Regions from separate parts of the Mus musculus genome. Here region 2 is linked to region 1. A link is a contact called in public HiChIP or PLAC-seq data. All regions are on one chromosome and are shown on one strand. Each heading gives the region's core, a stretch centred on a gene start, on an enhancer-like site or on the middle of the called end of the contact. The rest is flanking DNA. Distances are from core to core; before and after follow the strand shown. Region 1 holds the start of Mfsd6l (major facilitator superfamily domain containing 6-like). Region 2 overlaps Myh10 (myosin, heavy polypeptide 10, non-muscle).

The links. HiChIP or PLAC-seq counts read pairs in DNA pulled down with a chosen protein or histone mark.
Region 2: an H3K27ac HiChIP or PLAC-seq map of embryonic stem cells shows a contact between it and region 1, with 2.8 times the contacts expected there. The contact joins the enhancer-like site here to the promoter of Mfsd6l in region 1. A contact is called at or near these places in 10 of 39 promoter capture datasets (the C10 cell line, cranial neural crest, embryonic stem cells and 6 more), 1 of 15 datasets of contacts at CTCF or cohesin (large pre-B cells), 3 of 484 Hi-C or Micro-C datasets (bone marrow-derived macrophages, cochlea and stem cell-derived neural stem cells), 12 of 115 datasets of contacts at active chromatin or transcription factors (craniofacial prominence, embryonic basal ganglia, embryonic fibroblasts and 7 more) and 3 of 9 other capture datasets (embryonic stem cells, embryonic tail and pancreatic islet).

The regions. Positions count from the first base shown.
Region 1 is chr11:68,554,506-68,557,536 of GRCm38.p6, reverse strand. Mfsd6l (major facilitator superfamily domain containing 6-like) reads right to left here and starts at 1,351. Exons shown (of 1, transcript NM_146004.1): 1 at 1-1,351. The coding sequence starts at 1,212.
Region 2 is chr11:68,778,529-68,781,521 of GRCm38.p6, reverse strand. All of the region lies in intron 15 of Myh10 (myosin, heavy polypeptide 10, non-muscle), which reads right to left. Among named protein-coding and RNA genes, the nearest start is that of Ndel1, 73 kb to the left of the region's middle. Within about 2 kb of position 1,626, at least 15 of the 459 cell types and tissues checked have an H3K27ac peak or open chromatin away from gene starts, as enhancers often do. A contact at or near this core is called in embryonic stem cells, where this site is marked.

The DNA of each region.
Region 1 (3,031 bases), core at 102-2,601:
CACTGAGAAACCCATCACCAGCTCACTGCTGCCGTGGTCCTTCATGTGCCAGAACAGAAAGTCCTGCACAGTGCTGGCAGTGGCTCCTATCCAAAAGACAGTGAAGGCCAGGAGGATGAGGCGGGAGTCACCCCTTATGAGGGACAGAGCTTTGATGGCTTTGTAGCTGGGCCCCTGTTGCTGGTCTATGGGAACAGGAAAGGCAGTGCTCACTGCTAAGGCCAGGGTACTGACCAGCGAGTAGCTGTAGAAATAAATCACGCCCTGAGGACCATTGGCCACGAGGAGGCATTCCAGATGCCCCACCAAGGCTGCGATGCCACACACACCTGCTGATACACCTAACAGTTTCCACACCCACAGGTCTCTGTTCCGATCAGTGGCGTCTACGAAATCCAGGTATTCATAAAGACTGTCATCCGCCACCTGCTCCAGAGGGGCTGCCAGGAGTTCCCAGAATACAACAACTCCCAAGGAGAGGATGAAAGTCCACGGTGACCCTTTCGAGGAGTGATCAGGGGTCTGGGTGTCCCCCTGGGGCTTTGACAAGTTGACGGGACCTCCAAGAGCTGTACTTCCAGGAAGTAGATTCAGGGTAACATTGCCTACCTCAAAAGTCCCTTTCTGGGAATTATCTCTCAACCCAGAAGTGACAAGATGGAGGCCTTGTGTAGTGGTCCTGGCTCCTTCAACAGAGCCCACTAAATAGGTCTGCAGACCGCTAAATGTTCCTTCAGATCCATTTGGAAAGCCAGAAGTGTCCAGGGCTCTGGTGTGCCTGCTGCCTGGGAGGTTGGGTGCTCCAGACCCCTGGGTAGGGGTCATGATCACAGTTTGTGTGACCCCCAGCGGTAAGATAGTGGTGGCCACTCTACTGCTTCCATTACAAAAGTGGTTGACCAGATTTCTGTCCACCGGTGGGACGAGGACCATCAGGAGGCTGGCGCCTGCGGAGCTCAGCAATGAGCCAGTCAAAAACATTCTCCTTTTCTGGTAGCGTTTGGCCAGGAAGGCACAGAAGGGAATCCAGCAGGTAGCGATCAGGTGCTTGGTTCCCATGAGGATGCCCACCAAGGGCGCGGCCACACCCAGTTGCCTCAGGTAGAGGGTCAGGAACGGAGTCACACAGGCATCCCGGACTCCGCACACCAAGTGGAAGAGCCTGGCCACCCGTAGTGCCCTGGGGACGTCCCATTGCGGGTTGGGGCTCATGGTTACGGGATTCTGCCAGACCCGGAAGGACACAGGACTAAGTTAGATGCGGGGCGCGCGGCGCTCCATATCCTGGGAAGGGAGAATCGCTGGCTCAGGGTTCCGAGCAAGCCAAACTGCGTCACCTCCAGTCACCTAGCCAACGGCTATTTGCCCCCATGTCCGGCCACCCTCCCGGAAGTGGCCCCGCCCCAAGAGAGAGACGCGGCGGGGGCGGAGCCCACGCACCTGTTGACTGTACCTGCTGCACCTGTTGTACCTGCGCCTCACCTGCGCCACCTAATGGATGACGGACGCCCTGTGGTTTGCTGGGCGCGTTCTGACCACAGGTGCTGCTGGGCGCCTGGACTGCCTCAGGCCTGAGAAACTGACAGGGTCAGGATGGGGATGTGTCCGGGAAGAGAAGAATGAAGTGAACATCTGCACATCTCTGGTCCTCACACATCCCTCGTCCTCAGGTCTGTATTCATAGGCCCACTGGTCAGTGGCGATCTACAGAGTTGGTCCTGTTGATTGTAAGTGAAATCCCAATTCTGTCTGGCCATCACCAGAGGACTCAGACTTCCCCTCCTTGGCTTGCACTTTTGTCAATAATCTCTCTGTTCACCCAGAAAGGCATTTATATATATATATATTCAATCCTGGTAGCACCTCACAGTCCCAGGCAGTATGTACACAATGTACACACTCAATAGAATGCTGTTGCCTGCCCTGTTTAGGAATGCACTCCAGAGATTCTTAGCTGGCTTTGAACCTCAGTAGAGGAACCTCAGTAGAGGAACCTCAGTAGAGGAAGTGAATACAGATACTTAAAAATTGCAGGTCAAAAGAAATAGTTTATTAGCCAAGTAAAGGTTTCCACACATGAATTCAGTGGCATCCAGGTCATGAGAAATGGCTCCAGATTTTTTTCTCTCCCCAGAGGCATTTCCTCTCTCAACTGAACTAAGATTCGAGCCCTTGAAATCATGGGGGGGGGGGGGGGGAGGAGGTGTACCATAGGCTTTCCTCCAGAATGGCCAACTATCCAGCTACAGATGCGGGAATTATTTGTTCTCAGACCTAGGGTCTCCATCTCTACCACTGAGCTGTATCCCAGCTCTGATTTGGTCCATTCATTTTTCATTCAAGGCTTGCTCAATGCACCTAATTTGGCCGTGGATTGGAGAGTGGGGGGTGTTTGCCAGCCAATATGTATGTGTAGCTAAATTTGAAATGGTAATTTCTCAGGAGACGGGTAGACAGCTAAGGTCCTCCGCACTTTCTCTTACCATATGGCTGACAGACTCTCACTGATACTTAGAACCTAAGGATTAAAACGTTATTAAATTAAAATTTAAAAACTAAGAGTTGCTAGCTGGGTATGGTGACGCATGCCTGAGTCTAACACTTGAGGGATGGAGGCAGGGGGATCAGGAGTTCATCATCAGCCTCAGCTAGCTTTTTTGAGGTGAGACCTTGTTTACAAAACTGAGCAAAAAGAAAACAAACATGCAAGTGATTAATGGGTGTGGAGGCTTAATCCCACATCTGGAGGTAGAAGCAGGAGAATCAGGAGTTCAAGACCAGCCTTTGTTATATGAGATCTTGTCTCAAAGATATCAACCACAAACCTAAACACACACACACACACACACACACACACCAAAACAAAAACCTAATGCTTGTGTGATTGTGAACGTTCAAACTGGTCTGAAGCAGTTCACATCACCTCAGTTCAGAAAAACAGAAAATCCCAGGTCAGACTCAGTGAGGCCATGATTGTTACCAGTTTCAAACCACTAAAGACTGCCTGCCCTCCCACCTGCCAGCCCGCCTG
Region 2 (2,993 bases), core at 377-2,876, 220 kb before region 1:
CCAACACCTCTCAGCCAAGAGAGTTCATTTAGGAGTTTAAATTGCATATGCCTGGCTACCTAGCACAGATCCATGTATTTTCTCCCAGCTGGACGTCATAAAAGTCTTATCTGCCTTCCACAAACTCTTATCAAGTCCCTGTTGTATCTGCTTTTACAATCCTGCATCTGCTCTCATGATGACACCTAACATTCTTAGTTCATGTGTTAGGGAAAGAACAAAGTATACTTTTAAATATATTTACATCTCAAAGTGGGGAACGCAGGTAAGAGATCTAAGAGATCTCTCTCCGGGCGCTGCCACTTAATGCATGAAGACTGCAGAGAGGCAGTAGGTGAACAAGTGCAGGGCAGGAGGGGGCCAGGGAGGAGCAGTGAGCAGAGCCAGCAGGAAGGCAGAAAGGCCCAGGCTTGCTCCTGGGACGATGGCAGCCCGAACGAATGACATCACAGATGAGATGGCTAAGAAAAGTCCAAGTATATTCTGACAGAAGATCATGATTAATTCAGTATGAAAAAGCGACGTGTTGAGGGCAGTTCCTAGGGTTCTGGCTTGAGGTGAGAGGCTGGTGGATGAGGTCATGGGTAAAATGGAGAGACATGGAGTGAGCTGCCTAGGGCGGGCTGAATGCTGCAGCCTGCTGCTAAGGAAGGCTGGGATAACATAGATAAATTGGGGATTATCAACAAGTTGTTCAAGGTCAGGCGCCCCTGGGGAAACTGAAACAGATGAGGGCCTGGGACCACTCTGGGCTGGAAAAGGGAAAAAGAGGACAGCGGACAGATAAGAACAACACTCATCCGTGCCTTACCCCATGTGTCCCAGTGTGAGCGCTGCTCACTCCCGGTGGGAGCTGGGAGGCACTGAGTACTTGTATCCAGCTGCCCACCCAACTTCCCATTCTTGCCAGGACTCTGCCCTTTCTGATAACAGATTCTGACACTCCGCTAGGGGTCTTTCCTCTGGCCTTCCACCTCACTAATCCTCTCCTGTCACACATGTCCAAGTGTTAGCATAACTTTAGCCAGAGTCCGAGACACTGCCAGCAGTGAGCGTGTGATTTGTGGTAGGTTCCAACTGCAACAAACCCCAGCTCCTTCCTCTGAAAGCGAGACAAGGAGGTGCACGTTGCAGTGAGGCAGTAGCTAGCCTGCTCTGTGCTCACCGCTGGTATTCTCTGCCCACTTTCCCACACAACCTTGCATTCAGCCAGCCAGACTGTGGCAAGCTCCAAGATACAAGGACTTATCCATCCTTTCTGCTCACATGGCTAACTCCCCATTCCGTAGCTTCCTGAGAGCTCCTTAGGCTCTGGTCCCCGCAGTGCTCACAGTGCAGAGGCTTTCCCTCCTGACCTTTACATCTCAGCAGACAAACCCGAGAAAACACCCCACACTGCTCTAGGTAGCCTCTCTCCTTGACTTAGCGTTCCCCAGAGGACATTTCCGCAGCTACTCTCAGGGCCATGGGGACTGTCCCCACGGTCACTGTGATCTCTGACCACAGCCAGGATGAGTGCTGCTGCCTTCCCAGTGCAGGCTAGGTGCATGGTGCTGGCACCCAGTAGCTACTTAATAGATGCTGGAGGACAACAAAGCTTACCAAAACAACAGGTCACCTTGTCGCAAAGGAGGGATGGTGCCCAGATTACCAACACTGTCCAAGGATCCAATCACATTAGCACCACCACCACCATCTGCCTCATTTCCAATTCAATAGCTCTGGATTACTTTTAAAAAATGACTCAGGTTTGCCAAAAGCCAATGCTTTAGACTCTCAGGTTGTTTTGTCTTTTTAAAATCTACCATTTAAAATTCAGAGTTGGGTCCCAGCACTAAGAAAAACCTATCATTAAATGACCCTTAGCACATCACTAAATGTATAACTTCATTAAACTCTGATAAGGAAAGGGCTTTTCTTATGTAAATGATGAGACACAAGAGCCAGCAGCAGCAAGCCACAGCACGGGGCCCACTCCTTTGCCACGCCTCGCCACGTTAGGGCTGGTGGTGGGCTCTGGATCTATTATGTGGTTCCCTAGAACAGTGCAACAATTGCAAGTGTTCTGAACTATAATTTATTACCCTATAAGCTTAAACAGTCAGGAATTAGATGGGTTTATATTCATAATTTAAAAGAAAAAAGGGATTTCTCATCTCTCTTGCTATAGACTGCCAGCACCAGTTTCCTAAGGGCGATAATGTTGTCTCCTGTCAGGATCCTTAACCAGCTCTTCCCAGGGACGACAACCTCGGAGGCAAGGAGGAACAAGATGTTTTCAAAGACTTTTTTCAATCTGCCAAAAATATTAGTGCTTACTAAGTATTTGAAATTTATTGTGGCTAATAAAAGCCAGAGAGTGGGGAAGCCTAATGACTGTCTCAGGGCTGCAGAGCATATAAGCTCCATTCTCTCACAAGGGCCTCCAGCCAGCAGGTGACAGGCAAGCCACAGGTCCCCTGCAGCCACCTCAGCAGTGGAATACTGACCTGCTGTGAGTTCCCAGAAACAGCCTCATAACACATCTTTATGATATGTACCCTACAATTACAGATTTACAACCAGGAGGGAATTGGTAGTTAGAGCCAATTTGTTAGAAGAATTTTAGCAGTTAGACATTTTTAGGACAACCCCAGGAAGCAGAAAGGTTGGCTGACTGATTTAAGGAGACAGCCCTCCTTCTCAACCCCCAGTACTAGTGGAGAACTGACCAGGCAGGCAGGCCTCTCCCTCCCTCCCTCCCCACACTCAGGGGCTACTGTTCCCTGGCTTCTTCCTGTCAGGTAGATGTTGGGACTTATGTGACGGTGGTGGTCCAGCCTGACTGCTTGTCTATCAGCCGAGGCTGGGGATGCTATGAGTTAATGTGGGTTTGATTTTAAAAACAAAAACAAAGAAAACAGACAACTGCTATTCATGTAGCCATAGCAACTGTACCCCTTGAACATCAAGCACTAGGTCAGCCTGGTCTATGTAGTGAATCCCATTATAGC